2 separate regions of the Mus musculus genome follow, and region 2 is linked to region 1. A link is a contact called in public Hi-C data. All regions are on one chromosome and are shown on one strand. Each heading gives the region's core, a stretch centred on a gene start, on an enhancer-like site or on the middle of the called end of the contact. The rest is flanking DNA. Distances are from core to core; before and after follow the strand shown. Region 1 has its middle 23 kb from the start of Gm51552. Region 2 has its middle 75 kb from the start of Dynlrb2.

Evidence for each region. A called contact is a pair of places that touch in the nucleus more often than the background predicts.
Region 2: a Hi-C map of bone marrow-derived macrophages shows a contact between it and region 1, with 15 read pairs. The contact joins two enhancer-like sites. A contact is called at or near these places in 1 of 484 Hi-C or Micro-C datasets (bone marrow-derived macrophages) and 1 of 115 datasets of contacts at active chromatin or transcription factors (embryonic basal ganglia).

Annotation. Positions count from the first base shown.
Region 1 is chr8:115,740,779-115,745,092 of GRCm38.p6, reverse strand. No RefSeq gene overlaps it. Among named protein-coding and RNA genes, the nearest start is that of Gm51552, 23 kb to the right of the region's middle. Within about 2 kb of position 2,277, at least 44 of the 459 cell types and tissues checked have an H3K27ac peak or open chromatin away from gene starts, as enhancers often do. A contact at or near this core is called in bone marrow-derived macrophages, where this site is marked.
Region 2 is chr8:116,427,896-116,432,209 of GRCm38.p6, reverse strand. No RefSeq gene overlaps it. Among named protein-coding and RNA genes, the nearest start is that of Dynlrb2, 75 kb to the left of the region's middle. Within about 2 kb of position 2,374, at least 29 of the 459 cell types and tissues checked have an H3K27ac peak or open chromatin away from gene starts, as enhancers often do. A contact at or near this core is called in bone marrow-derived macrophages, where this site is marked.

The sequences.
Region 1 (4,314 bases), core at 1,028-3,527:
GTCTATTTCTCAGGATAGGAGCAGCTCTGGGTGCAGCATCTTCTGGAATCAATCTGTACTGTTGTCGTGGTCCTGTGGCTGCTTTGGTTTCTTAGTTTGATGGAATTGGTTTGTCGATCAGGGCAAACAAGTCATTAAATGGACATACCCAAGTTCATGGGTACATAGAATATATACGTGTGTAATTTATGCCTGATTATAATGTTCCCTCCCCCTTAACATTAGCAATTTGTTTTAAGCATTACCAACCCTTTGAGAATCACTGCACTGCAATTTAAGACCTGGATTTTAAATGAAGAAAAGGTGTGTGGGTGTGCGTCCTCATTCCACCCACCTGCAAGATTTATGTCCTTACAATTTGGATCATATGACTTACTGATGTAAAGAAGACAATGGATAAAGTTGGTGTGTGGAAGTCTCTGAAGGACCATGAAAAGAGAGACCTCAGAGAGGCAGTCTAATCTTCTATACTGGTCTTTGGGGCTGGAAGTTGATTAGAAAGCCTATAGGAAGGCAGTTAGCTGCTATGCACAATGTCAGATCTCCGACCCCCCACCATGCAAAAGGAAATAGGTCCTGTGGATGAGCCCAACTGCCAATTCTGGAACATTCTCTTTTAGAGATGATTGTTAACCATGTCAAAGACTGGAGGCCTGTCAACAACTTTAGTTTCATTTAATTTTGTGGGGTGTGTGTGTGTGTGTGTGTGTGTGTGTGTGTTGGGGCATGTTCTTGCATTTGGAAGCCAGAGGTCAATGTTGAATATTACTCAGTCATCTTTTGAGACAGGTTCCCACACTCATTCTGTAGCTTGCTGTTCCCCTAGACCAGTTGGCTAGGAAACCCAAAACCCTCTGGTCTCTGCCTCCCAGCACTGGAATTTTGGGAAATCCTCAAAGAACTAGACTTGTTTGTGGGCTTTTTTTTTTCTTTTAACATGGGTGCTGCTCAAACCCGGGCCCTTAGGCTTGTACAACCTGAACTCACTAAGGCAGCTCAGCAGCCTTTGTCTAGTGTCTTTTCTCTCTCCTTTCCCTGGACTCAACCTATTCCCTTCTCTCCCCTTCGACACTTCACTCTTGGAAGCAGAGCAAGGCAGACATGGTGCTGTAGCTTGACAGCATCCTCAGGAATTTTTGAGAAGTTGTGAGGTCCTAGAACTCTGCCCCCAGGGGTGGCATAAATGCCCTTCCTTTGGGGCTGGTGCAGATCTCACCCAGTGAGTTCCACCTATCTTGGCACAAAGATGAGTGACCACAAGAGAAGCTCGTCCTACAGCAGGTTTGTCCCAGTGATCCATTTCTTCCACACCCACTTACCTTCCTGACATTTCAGCACACAGCAGCACATCCCATCCCAGTCCAACGGCTGAACTGTGTAGGCCTGTCTTTAGAGCCCAGTCACCTAAATCAATTTAAAAAAAAAAAAAAACAGGAACAGATACCATGGTGGTGTGCATGAGATCACATTGCTGGGAAAATGGAAAGAGGAGGAACCCTGGGGCTTACTATCATGCAGAATGACTGAGGTCCAGGCTCAGTAAGAAACCAGGGTCAAATGATAATGTGAAGAGCAGCCAAGGAAGACAATGTCAACCCCTGATCTCCATATGTACCTGTCCATATGAACACACACACACACACATACACACACACACACACACACACACACACACACCAAAGCAAGGGGAAAAAAAGGAAGAAGGAAAAACAAGGACAGGAGGCTGTGGAGCTACAGAGGGGAGACCAGAAGTAGCTTTCATTTATCAAAAGACTAATATGTACCAAAGACTTTCTAATCCCTCCTGCAGACACTCTGGGTCCCGGCTGAGCTCCACAGTCACCTTCTTCTGACTGACAAAAATTCTGTAGGTCCATCTACTGTGTTTGATGTAGACTCTAAGGCTGGTGAATAACACAGAGAAAAGCATGACACCCCTCCCTGCTATTTCCCAGATCCACTTTGAGATCTCTTCCCTACCCAACGTGGAATCTAGCATGGGGAAGCCACCTCCTCTGGCTCCGCTTATCTCCTGGTAGCTTCTGAAGGTTTCAGCAGATCGGGGCCAGGTGTGATACACAGTTGGGCTGACTGCGTGTCAGCTTCAAAGTGTCTGGGATCCAATCCCCACAGGCCTCAGAAGGTAGCAGTTGGTCTGGGGATGTTGAAAACCGTACCTTTCCACTCTCTAATTTGCATGGGTATCTACTGAAAGTTGCTATGGTGATCCATTTCACCATAAGTTTCCGCTGAATCATCCTTACAGGGAGACCAAAGCCCAAGTATGGTTAGAGGACTCAAAGTCCCACAGAGAGAGGAGGCAGCTCCAGTGTTCGCTTATGACTCACTCATGGCGATGTGTGGGCCCAGCTGGGAGGAAGAGGAAATCTCTGTGGCAGATGTCACTCTCAGCTGGAGAATTTTAACCCAACAAGGCACACTGATATGGCCTCAGGAGAACCCAAAGACCCAAGAAGGAAGCATACAAGCTCCTTCCGGGAAGTGTTCTGATCACCAGGCCTTCCCAGCTATCAAGCTCCTAAGTGAACGTCACAGTTCAGAGAGCCAAAGACGAGTCTGTGATCAGCGCCTGTGTTCAGCATCTTACTCGGTATCTGAACAAGGATGCAAAGGGAACAGTAAAGATTCCTAAGTGACAAGGAAGAAGCCAATAGAAGAGTTGCTGTCCAAGTGGCCACAGAGGCAGGGCTCTACTTAAGAGAGGACTTGAGTACAAGGCAGTGACTGTTGCAGTGCTGGCTAGAGGTTGTGATACCTCTTAACCTTAGCACTGACTTCCTTAGACCAAGAACTGGAAAATATGGTGAGAGGAAGAGGGAGAAACCGCACCGTGGCACCCAGCACAGAGCCTGATATGTGCCATAGCCTCTGTTACTCTAGACTTCTTTTTCTCTCCTCAACAAACTGCTAACAGCTGCTCGTCTTGGCTGTGAATCGCACGTTAAAGCTGAAGGCCAAGTTGTTCATTTGTGCCACTAAAGATTTAAAACGAGTGGTTAGATGAGTCTTTTAAAGCCAACTTTATATTGGGCCTCTGTATATATCTTCACTTGGTATGCCATAGTGAGCATGTATACACTTATCTTTGTAAACACAACCACCTATGCACACCAAGTAGCCTAGCTGGGTCTTTGTTTGCCTCTTGGAGCTCTTTAGGGGATGTCACTGGGTTTGGGGTTGAAGATGAGTCGCTTGAAACAAAAATGGGAGTCTCCAAAGGGAATAAAGTCAGGGAATACTATTAAGGTATTGTTAACAAAGAGACGTTGCTTTCCAAATTAATAATGATCTTTAAAAACTGCATAGCAATATTCCCAAGAGTGCAGAGAGATGTAATTTTCTAGAAACTTCTTTGTATAGGAAAGCCTTAAAATATTTGCAACTTTTACCTAGAAATACAGGGGATTTTTTTTGTAGTGCTAACGCCCCCCCCCCACCCACCCAAAGGCTCATTCTGGGCTCTGTGTGTGCTTGACATTGTACCAATGCATTGTGATCTCTAGTTTTGATATATGCTATAGAGAAACTATCAGATCTCCAGCAATTATATTCAATGACACAATGACACACACACACACGTATATATCAAAACAACAGGCTTTTTTTTTTTGAAAATCTGAAGGGAAATTTACTGTTTTCAAATAAACAAAATAAGTGAATTACTTTAAAAACACACAGTTAAATTCTATATAATCAATGAACATATGCTGCCAGAACATTGAATAGCCCAAGGAATGTTTACATATTCAGAAGAAAAAGCAGGAAATATAAAAGTCTATTAGGCCTGATATAAATTATTATGGTATTAATTATATTCTGCATAGATTGTATAATGTGTATAATTTTATACAAAAACCCAACTAGGCTGCTATAGCTATTGAAAAATGTTTGAGGATGTAAGACTAACATAGACTTCTTCTAGCCCTTAAACTGAAAAAAAAAGTCTTTTTTTTTTTGTTGTTGTTGTTGGTGCTGTTTTTAATAATCAAGAGTTCTTAGGAAGCTTGATAGACTTTAAATGGATGTGGTAGTCCATATGTAAATGCCTGCCATGATCTGATACAGCTCAACTATCAACCTGAAAAGACCCAGGCTTTAGATTCAAGTGACATCCAATAGACTGATGGGTGTTGGGTTCGCTGGGCTTTACAAAACTGTCATCAGATGGGAACACATACTCTATAACATGTACATCAATAGCTACTAATGACTGGGCAAGAAGACAACCCAGCCAAGAAGCTGAGGAATTCACAAACCAAGACACAACCTCTATGAATATGACTTGGCCCAACC
Region 2 (4,314 bases), core at 1,125-3,624, 690 kb before region 1:
AAACTCTGAGTTCTTCCATTACCACATAAGTTTGGTATCCCAACATTTATTCTGCTTTCCTATGCTTTGTCAAAGTGTCTCCTCCCTTCTAGCTGAATCCATCAAGTTCTATCATGGCTATCAGGTCTTTTAGGAGCTTGACCTTAAGCCATCTGAGATGGGAGATTGTTCAGGCTCCTGCACCCCATCATAAATGTTGCCCATAGTTTCCTTCATGAAACTCACTTTTGAACAGCAATTATCATATTCCAAAAGAACATTCTGGAAGGAGGGCTGAAAGGAATGGACCAATCCCTGACAACCACACATTAAGATCTTTCTATACATTTTCATTTTTTTCTTTCTTTTTCCCATTGGATATTTTATGTATTTACATTTCAAATGTTACCACCTTTCCTGGTTTCCCCTCCAGAACCCTGCTTCTATGAGGGTGCTTCCTCACCAACCCACCCACTCCCACCTCACCACCCTGGCACTCCCCTACACTGGGGAATTGAGTCTTCACTTCTTCTATTTCACCAAGAATGAAAGTTGCCGAGATATGAAACCACATGAGGATCAAGACTGTGGCCATTGTTTTCTGACTCCACAGATCAAGTTCTACCTGGGATGTTCACTTTCCATGGTGTTTAAAACAGGGAAGGAGGAAAAGAGTGAGGTATAGTGATGGATGGACAGAGTCTGGGGGTGGGGTGGGGGGAAAGGACAGATCAGTCCAATGTCATGCTACCATGCCTGAAGGATATACAGGAAATAGTGTTGGAGACTCACTTGGGTGCTCAGTTCTGTCTTCCTAGGCTCATAGGTGGAAGGTTGAGAGCTGTGGGTAGAGTGTTCAGAAATGTGCGGTATCAGGAAAAACTTATGTTCAGTTGAAAATGGGAATAACAGATTTTATGGCATATATATATATATATATATATATATATGCATGTTATATGTTCATTTGTGTGTTCATATATGTGTGTGTTTGCTTAGGCTAGAGGTTGACGTTAGGTACTGTGCTGGTTTGGTTTTCACTGCCAACTTGACACACTCTAGAATCACCTGAGAAGCAAGTCTTTATAAAGAATTATCTAGGTTAGGTTGACTTCTAAGCATGGCCTGATTGGTGATTGATGTAGAAGACACAGTCCATTGTGGGTGGCACCATCCCGTAGGCAGTGAGTTCTGAAACTATAACAGAGGAGAAAGCTAGCTGGGAGCAAGGAAACAAGGATGCATTCATTGATCACTCCTGACTTGTACATCTTTACTTTGACTTTCCCAAAATAATGAATTATAGTTTGTAAGTATAAGACCCTTTCACCTCTTTGGTTTTTTTTTTTTTGTTGTTGTTGTTTGTTTGTTTTTGTTTGCTTGTTTTGTTTTGTGTTGTGTTATTTTCTGTTCAGGATGAAAACAGCAATGGAAATGAAACTAGGAAAAGCATCTACCTCAGTAGTTCTCTCCTTTAGTTTTTGAGACAGAGTTTCTTACCTGAATCAGCTGGGTTCGGTCTCCACCTCCCCAGAGCAGAAATTACAGGCATGTCCCACTGTGCCCAGATTTCATACAGAGGTTCTAGGGACTTGAGCTTGCTTTGTCATGCTTCCATAGCAAACTCTTTACTGACTGAGCCATTTCCCCATGTCCTGGCAGTTGTTTTTAAAACCCGGAAATTTACTGAGAAAATGGTGTCCTCCCATTCTGACTTCTGAGGCTGAGAGATGGCACAAGCTTGTGCCAGGCCTGGCAGCGGCCGCACCGCCCGGCCCAGATGTGGGCGTGAACTCTCAGGCTCTAATGAAGACTTGCTTTCCTGTGTTGCTGCCAGCACCTATGTGCTTCCATTTCCCAATTGAAAACATACTTAATGGCGACAGGTTTTTGGCTCCACCAGGTTGAAGTCATTACCCTGGAAATGCAGTATCCATATCGCAATTGAGGGCTGAGCTGCACTTCCCTGGGAGTGAGCCCTGGCCTTGTCCTCCTCCCACCTCTCCCGGAGGACTGGATCCTCTCATCCGAAATAGTCATCTCTTTATCACACTAGGGCTCTTGTGAGGCCAGTATGTGGGATTTCTGGAATGAAGTCCTCATTGGAAGCAGCAGCTTCCTCCCTTCACCTCCTCCTCTGGGTGTTGTGGAATGTAATTTTCCTTTGGCAAATAGAAACTGCAGAATAATCCTCGCTTGGCTGAAGCTGATCAGGGATGCGTTCTGTCCCTTCTCCATTCAAGTTTCCTTATTTTATTTTTATTTAAAATTTTTTTTTCAATTTTTCAATTTGTTCTTGTACACACACACACACACACACACACACACACACACACACACGCTGTACATATGCACGTAGGTTCCCATGAAAGCCAGAAGAGGGAGCTGACTCCAGTAGAGCTGAAGTTACAGGAGGGAGTGAGCTGCCCAATATGGATATACCGAACCAAACGGGCCTTCTGTAAGAGCAGTAGCCACTTTAAACCACAGAGCCCCTCTCTAGCCCATAGAGTCAAGTTTCTTAACTTTTATCTCTGGTTTAGGCTACATGGAGGAGACAGAGTTGTGTCTGAGGGCCTGAAAAAAATACAGGTTCCCCAGATTTCAGCTTGCTATCTGGAACGTAGGGCCTAGGATGACATATATGTTGGAGATGGGGGCTTCTGTGTCCCGGAGTCATCCAAATGCTCAGTCTGTAGGTGAGGATATTGAGGGTCAGAGACTGGAGTTGTTACTCAGCATTCCCCAGAGAGCTGTCAGCAGTGTCTGCAGTAGAGTCTCAGCCTCTGTCTCTTCAAGTGTGTCCCTCCCTGGAAACAGTGAGCTCTGGTGTCATCTCTTGCAATGCTTTCCTCTCTGTCTAAATCTGGGTGAGTGAGACTAAGGTCATATGCTTTCTCGTTTACTTCCTCTTTCTGGATGTTTTTGGTGACAAAGACTATTATGGGATGAGACAGTTCAGACCAGACTTGAGGTCCTGGGTGCAAGGTGATAAAATGCAAACTAGGAAATTGGAATCTAGGCAGACTTCGGTGACTTAGGTGTCTGGAGCCAAAGCAGTGAAGATTCCCTTTTCCGACGTCTCGGCTCCTCTACAGTTTCATGAGTCTGATGATGTCTTCCTCATGGGTAGTTGTCAGGGATGTGTGAGAAACACACTTGGCAGCACTATGCTTGCTCTGTATATTTTAATGTCCTCCCTCCTTTTCTTATTCCCCTACCACTACCTTCTCTTCATCCTTCTTCCCTCCTTCTCTTACTCCTCCTCTTTCTTATTTGCAGATTTGTAATCTCAACTCTATCTACATTGGAGATGCTCAAAACCTTGAGGAGCCAGCCAGGCAAGGACACATGGGGAAGGGTGTATCTGTTGGATGTCTATTATGGGTCAGGTCACAGGCTTCTGGAACAGTCCTGTAAATGACTCCTGAGACGCTCTTCACAGAAGAAGGGAGTATACATTCCTCTTCTGCTAGCTCTTATGTTTGCGCAATCGTGACTGTGCACAGAGTCCATAAGAATGTTAAAGGTAGGCCTTGGATTTAATCTAAATCATACGTACATAACCCAAACCATACCCCAGAATGTAGAGATGCAAGAACAGCTGTCCAGAGGTTTCATGCTATCCCTTTGTCTTGGTTTGGATAAACTCAGGCTTCCATACATACCTGGATGCTTCTGCCTTCCCCTTCCCCTTCCCCTTTTCCTCCTTCTTCTTCCTTTTTGTCCCCCTCTTCCTCTTCTCTTCTTCCTCTCCTCATCTCTTCTCTTCCCTCTCTCTCCCCCTTCTCCTCCCCCCTTCTGTGCCACCCATCCTCCAGTTCAGCTCCACACCTGTTGTGGGTCTTCTCATAGGTCCCAGAGAGACATTGGATAAGCAAGTTGGGAGAAGTGTGCAGTGGGGGTAACTTCTGCTTGGCCAGTTTTATGTGAATGCTTTATATCCAAAGAACTCTGCTCTGCCTCTCAGCCGTGGCCTGCTGTACAGCAAACAGGACGGGGAGGGAAGGGATAGGAAACAAAACTTGGGTGAACTTGGGAGACTTTTCCTGACAGGAACCAACATCTTACCTTAGATAGATCTCTGATAACAGACCCAAGTGACAGTTTCATCAAAGTCCAAATCTTCGAGCCTCCATAGGTACCTGGCATACATGTGGCATACATATGGCTCACTTGGGGCACACAGGTAGCACATGCACATATGTAAATAAATCTTTAAAATAACAGTATTCATTGAATTTAAAAGGCAAGCAAATATCATTGATATTTTCATATAGAGGAGAATAATAAGTTAGAGTCATGTTGTTTTAGATGGGTTACTCATATATACCC